Regions from separate parts of the Mus musculus genome. Here all the other regions are linked to region 3. The links are chromatin contacts, called in public HiChIP or PLAC-seq and promoter capture Hi-C maps. All regions are on one chromosome and are shown on one strand. The core of a region is the stretch at or near the end of the contact, and the rest is flanking DNA. Distances in the headings are between cores, read along the strand shown.

What was found. Promoter capture Hi-C pulls out the DNA fragments that hold promoters and counts their contacts. HiChIP or PLAC-seq counts read pairs in DNA pulled down with a chosen protein or histone mark.
Region 1: an HNF4G HiChIP or PLAC-seq map of pancreatic cancer cells shows a contact between it and region 3. The contact joins the promoter of Kctd20 here to the promoter of Snrpc in region 3. A contact is called at or near these places in 1 of 39 promoter capture datasets (liver) and 1 of 115 datasets of contacts at active chromatin or transcription factors (pancreatic cancer cells).
Region 2: a contact with region 3 is called in a promoter capture Hi-C map of liver, with 3 times the contacts expected there. The contact joins the promoter of Crebrf here to the promoter of Snrpc in region 3. A contact is called at or near these places in 1 of 39 promoter capture datasets (liver), 1 of 115 datasets of contacts at active chromatin or transcription factors (pro-B cells) and 2 of 9 other capture datasets (adipose tissue and liver).
Region 4: a promoter capture Hi-C map of liver shows a contact between it and region 3, with 2.5 times the contacts expected there. The contact joins the promoter of Atp6v0e here to the promoter of Snrpc in region 3. A contact is called at or near these places in 2 of 39 promoter capture datasets (liver and pre-B cells).

Annotation. Positions count from the first base shown.
Region 1 is chr17:28,950,991-28,953,690 of GRCm38.p6, reverse strand. Kctd20 (potassium channel tetramerisation domain containing 20) reads right to left here and starts at 1,255. Exons shown (of 8, transcript NM_001356300.1): 1 at 1,122-1,255.
Region 2 is chr17:26,714,362-26,717,061 of GRCm38.p6, reverse strand. Crebrf (CREB3 regulatory factor) reads right to left here and starts at 1,412. Exons shown (of 9, transcript NM_029870.2): 1 at 1,288-1,412.
Region 3 is chr17:27,838,764-27,841,463 of GRCm38.p6, reverse strand. Snrpc (U1 small nuclear ribonucleoprotein C) reads right to left here and starts at 1,377. Exons shown (of 6, transcript NM_011432.2): 1 at 1,295-1,377; 2 at 958-1,000. The coding sequence starts at 1,302.
Region 4 is chr17:26,674,983-26,677,682 of GRCm38.p6, reverse strand. It overlaps Atp6v0e (ATPase, H+ transporting, lysosomal V0 subunit E), which reads right to left and starts at 1,287. Exons shown (of 4, transcript NM_025272.2): 1 at 1,105-1,287. The coding sequence starts at 1,208.

The DNA.
Region 1 (2,700 bases), core at 6-2,505, 1.1 Mb before region 3:
AAAGCAGAGAGCTGAGGTGGGAGCCAAGACCTAATGACATGCTCAAGCTCCCACGATCCTACCAACAGGCTCCTGAGAGAAACAAGGTGGGTTAGCCTGATCCACGCCATCTTTCTCCCACCCAGGCAATAACAGGATATGGATAAAAAGCCATTTCCTGCTCTCATGTAAGGGCTCCAGAAAGCACTATCCTTTCTCACACAGCCTTCCGAATCAGGGCTTCTTGACTCCCGACTGATTACGGACAGGAGAGGAGTAAGTCAACAGAAAGAAAAGGACATGAGACAGTATTTACAGTCCTCAGGCCAAGCTAATCTTGGTTTCCTAAGGTCCGGTTCCTGGCTTACCAAGGCGGCCCAAGCGGGGTGGTTGCCTGCCAGCACTAGTAGACTCAGGGGTCCACCCTAGATTTCTAGAATTAATTTCTGGGAGCCGTGCTAGCGACCTGCAAAACGCGTTTGAGAACTGCTACTTTAAGATTTTGTTTTTGTTCCTCTGGAGTGGGGTTGACGTTCTAATTCAAGGTTCGTCACAACTAATATTATTCCAACATTCTGTTTGGGAGATCATTTAAAAAGAAATCTCAAATTTCTAGGTAAACAATTGTCTATCAGCAAACAGACACCGTGAAAGAGCTTGGTTGGTCAGAGTTCCTGGCCTGTCTGTTAGTTCGTTTGCTGAATTCTCACTTAAAAGATTAGATTTACTTCTAAATAGTAAATCAGCCCAATCCAGGAATGTTCAGAAAGAATGACAAATTCCCACAAAGGGGAGGAGGTGTCCTCATGGCGCAAGCCTGACGACACTGTCTGCTATAAAAAGTTCTTATATGCAAGAAAAAAATCTCCCAGTTCTGCACTAAGCATGGGATGACAACAGAGGGGCGACAGGACCGACAGAAGATTCCAGAGGTTCTGGGAAAGCGCGACCAACCTTCCCCAGCCTGGGCTACCGGTGGCCCTGCGTGGTTGGTCGGCAGCCTCGCCCGGCTTCTCCTTTCTCCCCAGGCCGGGGAGGAGCCCGCACGGGGCCTCTCAGGCCGCAGCGTCGCGCCCGCCGCCATCATCAGCCCGCGCCATCACCTGCCCGCTCGCCCGCCCACCCTGTCACTCGGCACTCACCGGCCGCTTGCTGCCGCGCTCTCCGACACCGAGCCCCGAAGCCACCTCCAAGCTCCGGCCACCGCGCGCCCCCGCCCTGGCCGCGGATCCCCGGTTGAGTCACCCGGCCCTTCAAAACAAGAGCCCCGCCCACCGCGGGGCATGCCGGGAAGGCCGCGCGGCTCGCCCCGCCCCCGCCGCGGACTCCGCCATAGGCCGGGGCCTCGCCTGCCTGCCCGGCCGGCCGGGAACTGGGGCTCTTCGCCAGGGCGGCCCAGTAACGCGCGCCGCCGCCGCTTGCGCTCCATCACCCAAGGGGCTCAGACAGGAAAGCGAGCTGCAGGCTCGAAGGTGAAAGAGGCTGGGTCGCCCCGGAACGCGTGATGCTCACGGAAAGATGAGCCTATCGCCTTTGTGTGGCGGATGGATATGAACTGCAGCCCAAAGACAGAAAAACATCAACAACAACAAAACAAGATAAAAGAGAAAACAAAAACTTCCCCCCAACTCTTGAGTTTCACGGAACAATCTGCGATAGCAAACAAGATTCTACAGGTTTCATGTTACCTGGAAGCAAACTATTAGAAAGCTGGTTGCCTTGCTTCCTGTGAACCGCACAAGGGAACCTGAGAGGAGGAACCTGGCTCCATCTCTCAGGGTCACGGGGACTTGTGGCTTTTGTACTTAAGAAAGTTATCAGACCAGTTGATTACACCATCACAATGATTGCACAGACTTCTAGTTTTGGGTGTTTCGTTCTATTGGGGGTTTGCTTGTTTTAACCTTTATTTCCCTTCTCCCTCCTCCCTGGCTCTCCACTCTTAATACATGGGGTGTTCTTTGTTTTTTGAGACAGTCTCCTTTATCCCAGTATGGCCTTGCACCTCTGATCCGACCTTCACCATGTGAGTGATGGATAGGGTTACAGACAAGCCCTACCGTAGCCGAATTATGAAGGGCTCTGGTGTAACCCAGGGCTTCATGCACCCTAGGCCATTATTCTACCAGTTGAGCTACGTCTCCAGGTCCGAGTTCATTTTATTGAGATGTGACGCCGCAGCCCATGTTGAATTTGCTGTGTAGCCAAGGATGGCTTTGGACTCCTCATCCTCCTGTCCCTGTCTCCCAAGTGCTGACATTATTCTACTTTAAAACTGCTGCTGAGCACTAAATAAACTAATAAAACCACGCAAAAAAATATAGGGAATACCTGTGTGCACAGCATTAATCCTAGCACTTGGGAGGTAGAGGCAGGAGGATCAGGAAATCGAGGTCCCCCTTATTTGGCTTATGTTGCTTCTGGGGGGGGGAGGGGAGGAGGGGGACGGGTCTACCTTGCCCAGTTTCCCCCATACCACCTGTCACTAAGGGAAGTCAGGGAATCCAGTCAGGAAACTGGGTCTACAAAGTGAATTCCAGAACAGCCAGGGCTACACAGAGGAAACCATGTCTCAAAACAAACCAAATACGACCACCAACACAGTAATGTCACAAAAAAGCCAACACAGTAATGAGATCATGTGCTGGCATCTCTGGGCCTTGGAACTACAGAGAACATACCCACTGATTAAAATTTCATTCCAAAAGTTTCCTCTTCTAA
Region 2 (2,700 bases), core at 163-2,662, 1.1 Mb after region 3:
TGAAACACAAGGGCCTGATCTTTGGAAGATATCCACGTTTTTTTTTTTGTTTTTGTTTTTGTTTTTTTTGGGGGGGGGGTGGATAGAAACGCCGCTCACTCAATTTTGTCTGCTTTTCCAGTCCCAATTTTCTCTTTGCAATACCCAGAAAAGCAGAAGTTCCTCTGAATGCCTGCCTCTACACGGGAGACCTGGTACAGAAACACACCCCTAACTACAGAAATACCTCCTTAAGGTAGTCTTAAGATTCAGGCCTGCTCAGAAGTAGCAAAACGGTTTGTTTTCTTGGGTTAAAGGTGGGCGATTAAAGGGTTTGGTGGCAGGATCTACCAAGCAGCGGAGAGCCGACCAAGAAGGAGACGCCAGAGACCAAGCTTCATCTAGACCCAGGAACCGCCCCCTGGGAGGCTAGACTGCCCTCGCTACTTCCCTGGCCGCCTCCACTCGGGAGCGGCTGAGCCGGGTCAGGCTCCTCCGGGCATCTTCCGGGTCCCTCCGGGACTCTAGCCCACACCCAGCCCGCCCGGCCCGCGCCCCGCTCGGCTCGGCTCCTCGCCCTTTGCCCCGTCTCCGCCCCGCTCAGTGACAACCCCCGTCCCCAGGCCCGTCCCCTCCCATCTAATATGGCCGCCCTGTCGGACCAACCCCCAGCACAGCCTAACTTACTGGGGGGGAGGGGGGGCGCGGCACCGCCTCCCTGCGCCCATTGGCGCCACGGACCCCGTCTGCCTCCTCCATTGGACAGCACCGGCCGCCACTCGACAGCGAGGGCTCCGCCTCCGGGCTTTTCAAGCTGCTTAGAGAGGACATATAAACAAATCCCGAGAGGGAGGCCCCAGTCCCGCAGCCTCCGGGGAGGGGCCGGGGGGAACAGCAGCCCCACGACGCCCCTGCCCAGAGTTCTCCCGGTCCGCTCCTCCGTCCGGAGCCTTCTGAACACTAGCTGTGCCGGTCTCCCTCACACGCCCCTCTCCTCTCCTCTCCTCCCTCCCGGCCCCTCCCACCCGCTCGCCGCTCTGACAGGCCGGCTGCCGGCAGTCGCGATCCCTGGTTCCCGGGAGCGCAAAGGGCACGGCCCTAACGGGGTCGCCCGCCGGCGCGCGCCCGCCCTTTATATAACCGTCGGCCGCGGGGGCAGCCCGATTCGGCTCGCATCGGCGACCCCGTTCCGCGCGCCCTCGGCCCGGCGGCCCCCGCCCCGCTCTCCCGGAGCCGGGCACCCGCGCCTCTCACCCGCGGTTCTCTGCCGCTGCATCCCGCCCGCCCGTGCGACCGCTCGGCATTCACCTGAGGCTGAAGGCGGTTCAGGCACTGGATCCGGCCGCGCTTACGCGGCCGCGGGCCGTCTCCATGCTGCCTCGGTTTGTTTTGTTTATGTCCTTCCTGACGGGTTCCCGGAAATCGCGTGACTCGCCCCCCTCACGTGGGCCGCGGCGAGGAGGAGGAGGGAGGCGGGGGCCCGCCGCCCCAGGCCAATCGCGAGGCGCCCTGAAGTCTGGCCAATCAGAGGCTCGGCCGGGCTAGCGCCCGTCACGTGACACCAGAGGGGCGGGTTGCTGGGGAAAACCAGGAAGAGAGGGCGGAGCGGGGGCTAGTAGGCTGCTGCTGAGCGTGGGCGTGGGCCGCTGGGGATAGCGAGCAGTAAGCTCGCGTTCGTGCGTGATGTTCTTTTCAGAGGCTTCCATATTCAGTCTGTAGCCTCAGAACTAAGATGAAGGCCAAGGAGTCCAAATGCCCACTTTACAGTTTAACTGAACCACGGGGGATTACAGGAATATTAATTAGTAGGGGGCTGCATCGACATTCTGTTTAGTAAATGACGTTCCTGTTCCCCGATTGAATTGGCCTTCAGTTGTTTGTTCATTCATCAACTCATATTTATTGAGTCTGGATCCCCAGACCCTGAGTCGGCTGCATACATCTTTGGGATAGGACCTGTATTCAGCTGTAGAAACTGCTACTAGATGCTTTATGGACAAGACTGTCTAACCTGTGATAATGTGATGATTTACGCCTCTTAATCCTGTTGATATTTTATCGGATGTGTAGTTTGTGGTAGGTTCATTATCCCAAATAGTTCTCCGAACAGACACATACGATAAGAGAACTATTTAAAAAAAATACAAAAACAAACCTCAGGAGAATTATTGTTCAAGGAAACAACCTACCTAATTATAGCAGCCTGTGTTTCCAGAAATCTCTTTAGACTCTGGACCCTCCTGTCTTAGTCTTCTGGGTGCAGGGTTACTGGTCTGCACCCGCACACACATATGGACACAGAAAAACATACTTTCTTAAGCATAGGAAAAGAAGACTAAAGGACAGAGAAACCTCATCAGATTCCCTTCAAATAACAGTTTTCCCTTGGGAGTACTCGGGGTTTCAAAGCAGGCGAGGATGTAGGAAGGGGGTATTGTGATTGACCCCTGTGATCTCAGCACTGGAGATAAGGAAGCAGGAAGATTGAAGTGTGTTCTTAGCTACACTGAATTGCATGCCCGGATAAGACCAAGTCTCAAAGTAACCTTCCGCTCCCCGCCAAATTAAGACTCCCCCTCCCCCATGCACAAAGACTCAGGCAAGTGGTAGATCAGTGGTTCTCAACCTTCCTAAAGTTCCTTATGTTGTGGTGACCCCAACCATAAAATTATTTTCATTGCTACTTCAAAACAATAATTCGGCTACTGTTATAAATCGTAA
Region 3 (2,700 bases), core at 128-2,627:
AAGTTCTAGGCCACCCAGGGCTACATAATGAAACCCTTTCCAAAAATAAATAAGCCAAGGAAGTGGTGGCACATAACTTTACTCCGTGCACTCAGAAGGCAGAAAGCAAGCAGCTCTCTGTGAGTTCGAAGTCAGCCTGGTTTACAAATTATTCCAGAAGATCTGTCTTGTTTCCTCAGGAGATTGGGGGGGGGGGGGGCAGATAAATAGATTATTTAAAACTATTAAAACCATAAAAACCAAATTTTGTTGTTGCTAAAGGTTGTTTTGATTTGCTTTTTTTTGAGGTAGGGTCTCCCACCATAGCCTTAAACTCACAGCAATGCTCCATCTCAGTGTACTAGGAAGACAGGCGCCAGGCCCTAACTTTGTTGCTGGGCCTTGTGGCTGCTACACACGGGGCAACACTAATCACATATCTCAGTTATTCCTCCTGATGATCAATAGTTAATGAGGTTCTCACAGGAGCTGAGAATGGAGCTGTACACTAAGACATTTCTTTCCATTTTAACCAGGCATTTGAATAATGTGACATAATCAAATCTGCAAGTTTGTAGGAACACACTCCTGGTTTGTTTGTTTTTTGTTTTGTTGGGCTTTTTTTGGAGGGTGGGGCGAGTTATTTTGACAAGGTCTCAATATGTATCCTTAACTGACCTGGAATTTGCCATCTTCCTGGCTCAGCCTCTCAAGTATTGACATTACAGGTACATGCAGTTTCTGTATACGCAAATGCTTTCCATCTTCAAGCTTGCTTAAAGTTTTATCATTCTGCAAATACCTTCAAATTGCAAAGACCTCACAAAAAGGGTGGGAAAAAACACCCGCTTCCTAATTACTTTCTAAGAAAGGTTGTCATAAAATTTCCAGGAGACTGTAATGCACACACCTGGACCTAAAGAAAAAGAATTTTGCATACAAGGCGTTTTAGGATTATAAAAAAGACCCGCCACTTACAGAATCGTGGGTAAGATACGTATCACAGTAGTCACAATAAAACCTGAAATGACAAAAGAAAACGTCAGCAATTAACAGCTGTCCAAACAAACAGACCCAAAACCCAACTTCCTCGGATTGTAAGTCAAACAAAGCGTCCTGACAGAATGCGAGGCTTCTGAGCGAGGGTCCGCGCCCACTCTGCCAGGATGGCCGGAGAGCCTGGGTCTCCACCCGCCATCCCTCGGAGGGGCTCGCCTTCCCCTCGGAACGTCCAGAACCCGAGGCCGCCGCCCTGCACCTTCACCAGGACCCAACTGACCACCGCAAGTCCGCTTGCTCCCAGGGCCACACTCACTTGGGCATGATGCTCCACAAGCCGTTGGCTACCCCGATCCCCGCCGCCAGGAACTGACGCACACAGGCTGCGCCGACGCGAGCAAAGGATGCAGACAGGAGGGGTAGGACTTCCGCTTCCGGCCTCTGCCCTACGGATGCTGTGGGTGCCTCTGAGGTTCAATCCGCGCTCACTTATTCAGGATTAGTTACTCCGTCTAGGAAGTGCGTAATTTAGTACTATCAACAAAAGGTTCCAAAACCCTGAGTCAGCAGTTCCTACGCTGCGAATCATTAATCCAGCTTCTCAAATTGTGGTGACCCCCCCAACCAGAAATTATTCTTGTCGCTATTTCATAACTGTAATTTTGCCACTCGTATGACTAGTAATGCAAATTATCGGTGTTTTCTGATGGTCTTAGGAGAAACCTGTGAACGGGTTGTTCGACCCGCAAAAGGTGTCACGACCACTGCTCTAGTATGTACCCAGCTCTTCTGTAAATGAGAAGTGAAAAAGGCAGAACCAAATCAGGTAAAAGTTCTCATTCTCCAAGACCTGATTAGCAGTAAGCTGAAATCGATCAGTGGCTGAGGGATCAAAGTCCTATGCTGGGGAAATGAAGCGGGGAAGAGCGCAGCTGAACATCAAGGAAGACAAAGAAAATGTAGAAGACGATCACTGAGAAATTGATCATTGTATTTGAGCAATTAAGACAGACGTGAATTGTAGGGACACACTCCTGGGTGAGTGGGGCGGGTCTCAAGTTTTAAACCCTGTCTCCCTGCTTCCTTCCTAGCTGTGCAATTTACTCTCTCTGAGCTTCAGTTTCCTTATCTGAAAAGTAAAGGTAATAACTTGTGCAGTTTAAGGAAGAATCAAATGTAAAAATGCTGGAAAGTAGCTGGAGAATTGGTGTAGCGATTAAGCATTTGTTGCTCTTGGAACAATCTAAGTTCGATCACCAACACTCCCCCGTGGTGACTCCCACCTGTCTGCAGCTCAAGTCTCAGGGTGTCTGATGGATCTTTTTTAATCCACTCCCAGCACTAGGCACATACATGGTGCACTTACAAACTAAACACCCATATACATACAATAATACAAAAATGAATTTAAGCCGGGCAGTGGTGGCGCACGCCTTTAATCCCAGCACTTGGGAGGCAGAGGCAGGCAGATTTCTGAGTTCAAGGCCAGCCTGGTCTACAGAGTGAGTTCCAGGACAGCCAGGGCTACACAGGGAAACCTTGTCTAAAATAAAACAAAATATAAAAAAAATTTAAATGTAAAGCTCATAGGGCATTTAGCGAAAGGTCTATGCACTTAGGCCACCATAAATGGTAGTGATTCTATAGACGTTGTTAGCAGTACATTGCCAACTAACAGGTCAAACTTAGAGTCTGTTCTCTCAAACAAAGTGGATTGCCTTT
Region 4 (2,700 bases), core at 38-2,537, 1.2 Mb after region 3:
TGGGCGTGGTGGCGCACACCTTTAATCCCAGCACTTGGGAGGCAGAGGCAGGTGGATTTCTGAGTTTGAGCTAGCCTGGTCTACACAGTGAGTTCCAGGATGGCCAGGGCTACACAGAGAAACCTTATCTTGACCCCCCCCCCAAACAAACAAACAAACCCCCCAAAGCCCCCCCAAAACAAAGAAACCCACAGTAAAACTTTCTCTAATCAAAATGGCCCACTCAGTAAACATTGTCTACTCTACAAAGTGTTGTGGAGCTAAACACTATGTACCCACCATTCAGTGTCTAACCATTAAAGCAAGAGACGTTTCTGACACACTACTACTTAAGATCAAGTGTCACCTCCACATGATCTTGAGTGAGAGGGAAAAAATTACTTAATTCAAAAGAGGAACTAGAAAGAGGGTGCCCTAGGCTCCTCTGAAAAGGTTTGTTTTTACACTGCAATACAGAAGTTTATCTCCAAACAGAGAAAACGGTATTCTGCAAACCTTAGATGGGGGAATGAAAATCTTGGCCAACCACTGTAAATACTGTTTACAAGTAAGGGCAGGAGCGCCCTGGAAGGTATGACGCAGAGGTTTCTACACAATGCCTTCAGCTCTGGGTGATTTAACCTCGTTTAGATCAGGCTCACCCTGGCTTGGGTTGGGCCCACTAGCTGCAAAGGCTGAACTTAACGCTCTGCATCAAGCTTGTCTGAGTCCGAAACTGCGACAGCAAGGGGGCGAGAGGGAGATTTCTGTTCTCAGATCCCTTTCTTTGAGGTTTAGGCAAAAAGCCTCCCGTGCATCAAAGACAGAACCAAAGCAGCGACAGTGGCTTGGGAGGCGCCCTAATTTCTCTTCAGTCGAAGTGCACACTTTTAGTCCATCAAGACAAAAAGCACTCCCTAAAATTCACTTCCGGGAGGGGCCGCCAAAGGTGACCTCACCCTCCAGCCGGGGACGTTGACAGGCTCTGAGGAGCGCATGCGGTCCTCCCCTCTGTGGTCCACCCCGCCTCATCCTCCCGCCGTAGTCCTCCACGTACGATCCTTCTCTCCGTGATCCTCCCACCGGGGTCCTCCGCTCCCACCACCTTGGACCTGGCGCACTTACCCCCGGTTAGGACCCTTGGGGATAAACCAGGGCACGAGGAGGCCCACGAAGCCCCAGAACACGCTCATCACGATCAAAGGCACAGTAAGGCCGTGGTATGCCATGCCTGCGCCCCAGCAGCCGAATCGGTCCGGAGCCTCGCTCTCGTCCCACCCGGAAGTGTCAACAGAGGCTCACGTGATCGGCGCGCTAAAGCCCCGCCCTTTGCGCGCGGCGTGACTCGACCGTCGGACTCCGCCCCTTAGACTAGAGCCCCGCCCTTACCTGGCTAGTCTCAAGGCTGTGGTTCCATGGGGCTTGACTGAGATGAACCTCCAGCCACCGGGGAGGGGACCAGCAGAGTTTTCTGGAAAGAACTTAGGCCCATTTTGGTGATGTGTCATTTACAGTTTTATCTATATTTTACGCGCAGACATAAATAAGTAAAACCTACAATAGTGGACTACTGTTCTAGAGTCTTGTATGCTAGGCTCCTGCTTTGCATTCTTCCATAGCCCATGAACTACTCACAATCGCCATCTCTGCTGCAAGTGAAGAATCACAGTCGCATTGTAAGTAACTTCACGGTTGTAAGGCTCTTAATCGTTGGTGCTGCTGTGTGTCTTGTACAGAGTGCCAGGGTCTGAGTTACAGAAGTAAATCTGACAGCCATCTGAGAGAGGTCACATCTCCAGAGAAGATGGACAGCTGAGGATGACCAGGCCCTACTTTGCATTCCCGCCAGTTGTCACAACAGTTTCAATAAGAATAGGAATTATCGGGGCTGGTGAGATGGCTCAGCAGGTAAGAGCACCCGACTGCTCTTCCAAAGGTCCTTAGTTCAAATCCCAGCAACCACATGGTGGCTCACAACCATCTGTAACAAGATCTGATTCCCTCTTCTGGTGTGTCTGAAGACAGCTACAGTGTACTTACATATAATAAATAAATAAATCTTAAAAAAAAAAAGAATAGGAATTATCACCGGGCATCGTGGAACACGCCTTTAATCCCAGCACTCAGGAGGCAGAGGCAGGCAGATTTCTGAGTTCGAAGCCAGCCTGCTCTACAGAGTGAGTACCAGGACAGCCAGGGCTACACAGGGAAACCCTGTCTCGAAACAAACAAACAAACAAACAAGAATAGGAATTAGCCAGAAATATCATTGTGGCTCGCCAGAATTGTAGGCTCATTGCACCATGAACTTCCTGAGACACAGAGGAGGGGAGCAATTCTTGGAGGTTTTTTTTTCCCTTGGGGCCAGGGACTTGCTATGAGGAACACAACAGCTCCCAAATGCTGGGATTGCCAGTGAAGCACCATGCTGAGCTGAGGTTGGTTTTGCAGAAGCTTGCAGACAGAGCAAGATGAAAAGGGAGATCTGGCAGCTGAATCCAGTGTGCTGGCTGTGGATCCATTTCCCCGTAGTAGCCACCTCTCCTGATTTCTTCATCAAGTAGAATGGATTCCTGAATTAATTGGACCCTTCAGCAGCTGTACCATCTTTGCAAATGATTTTCAGACTTTAACTGAGCCAGCTGTAGTGGCCGCATACTTTTAATCCCAGAATTTAGAAGGTGAAGGCTGGCAGAACCATGCAGTTAGGAACAGGCCAAA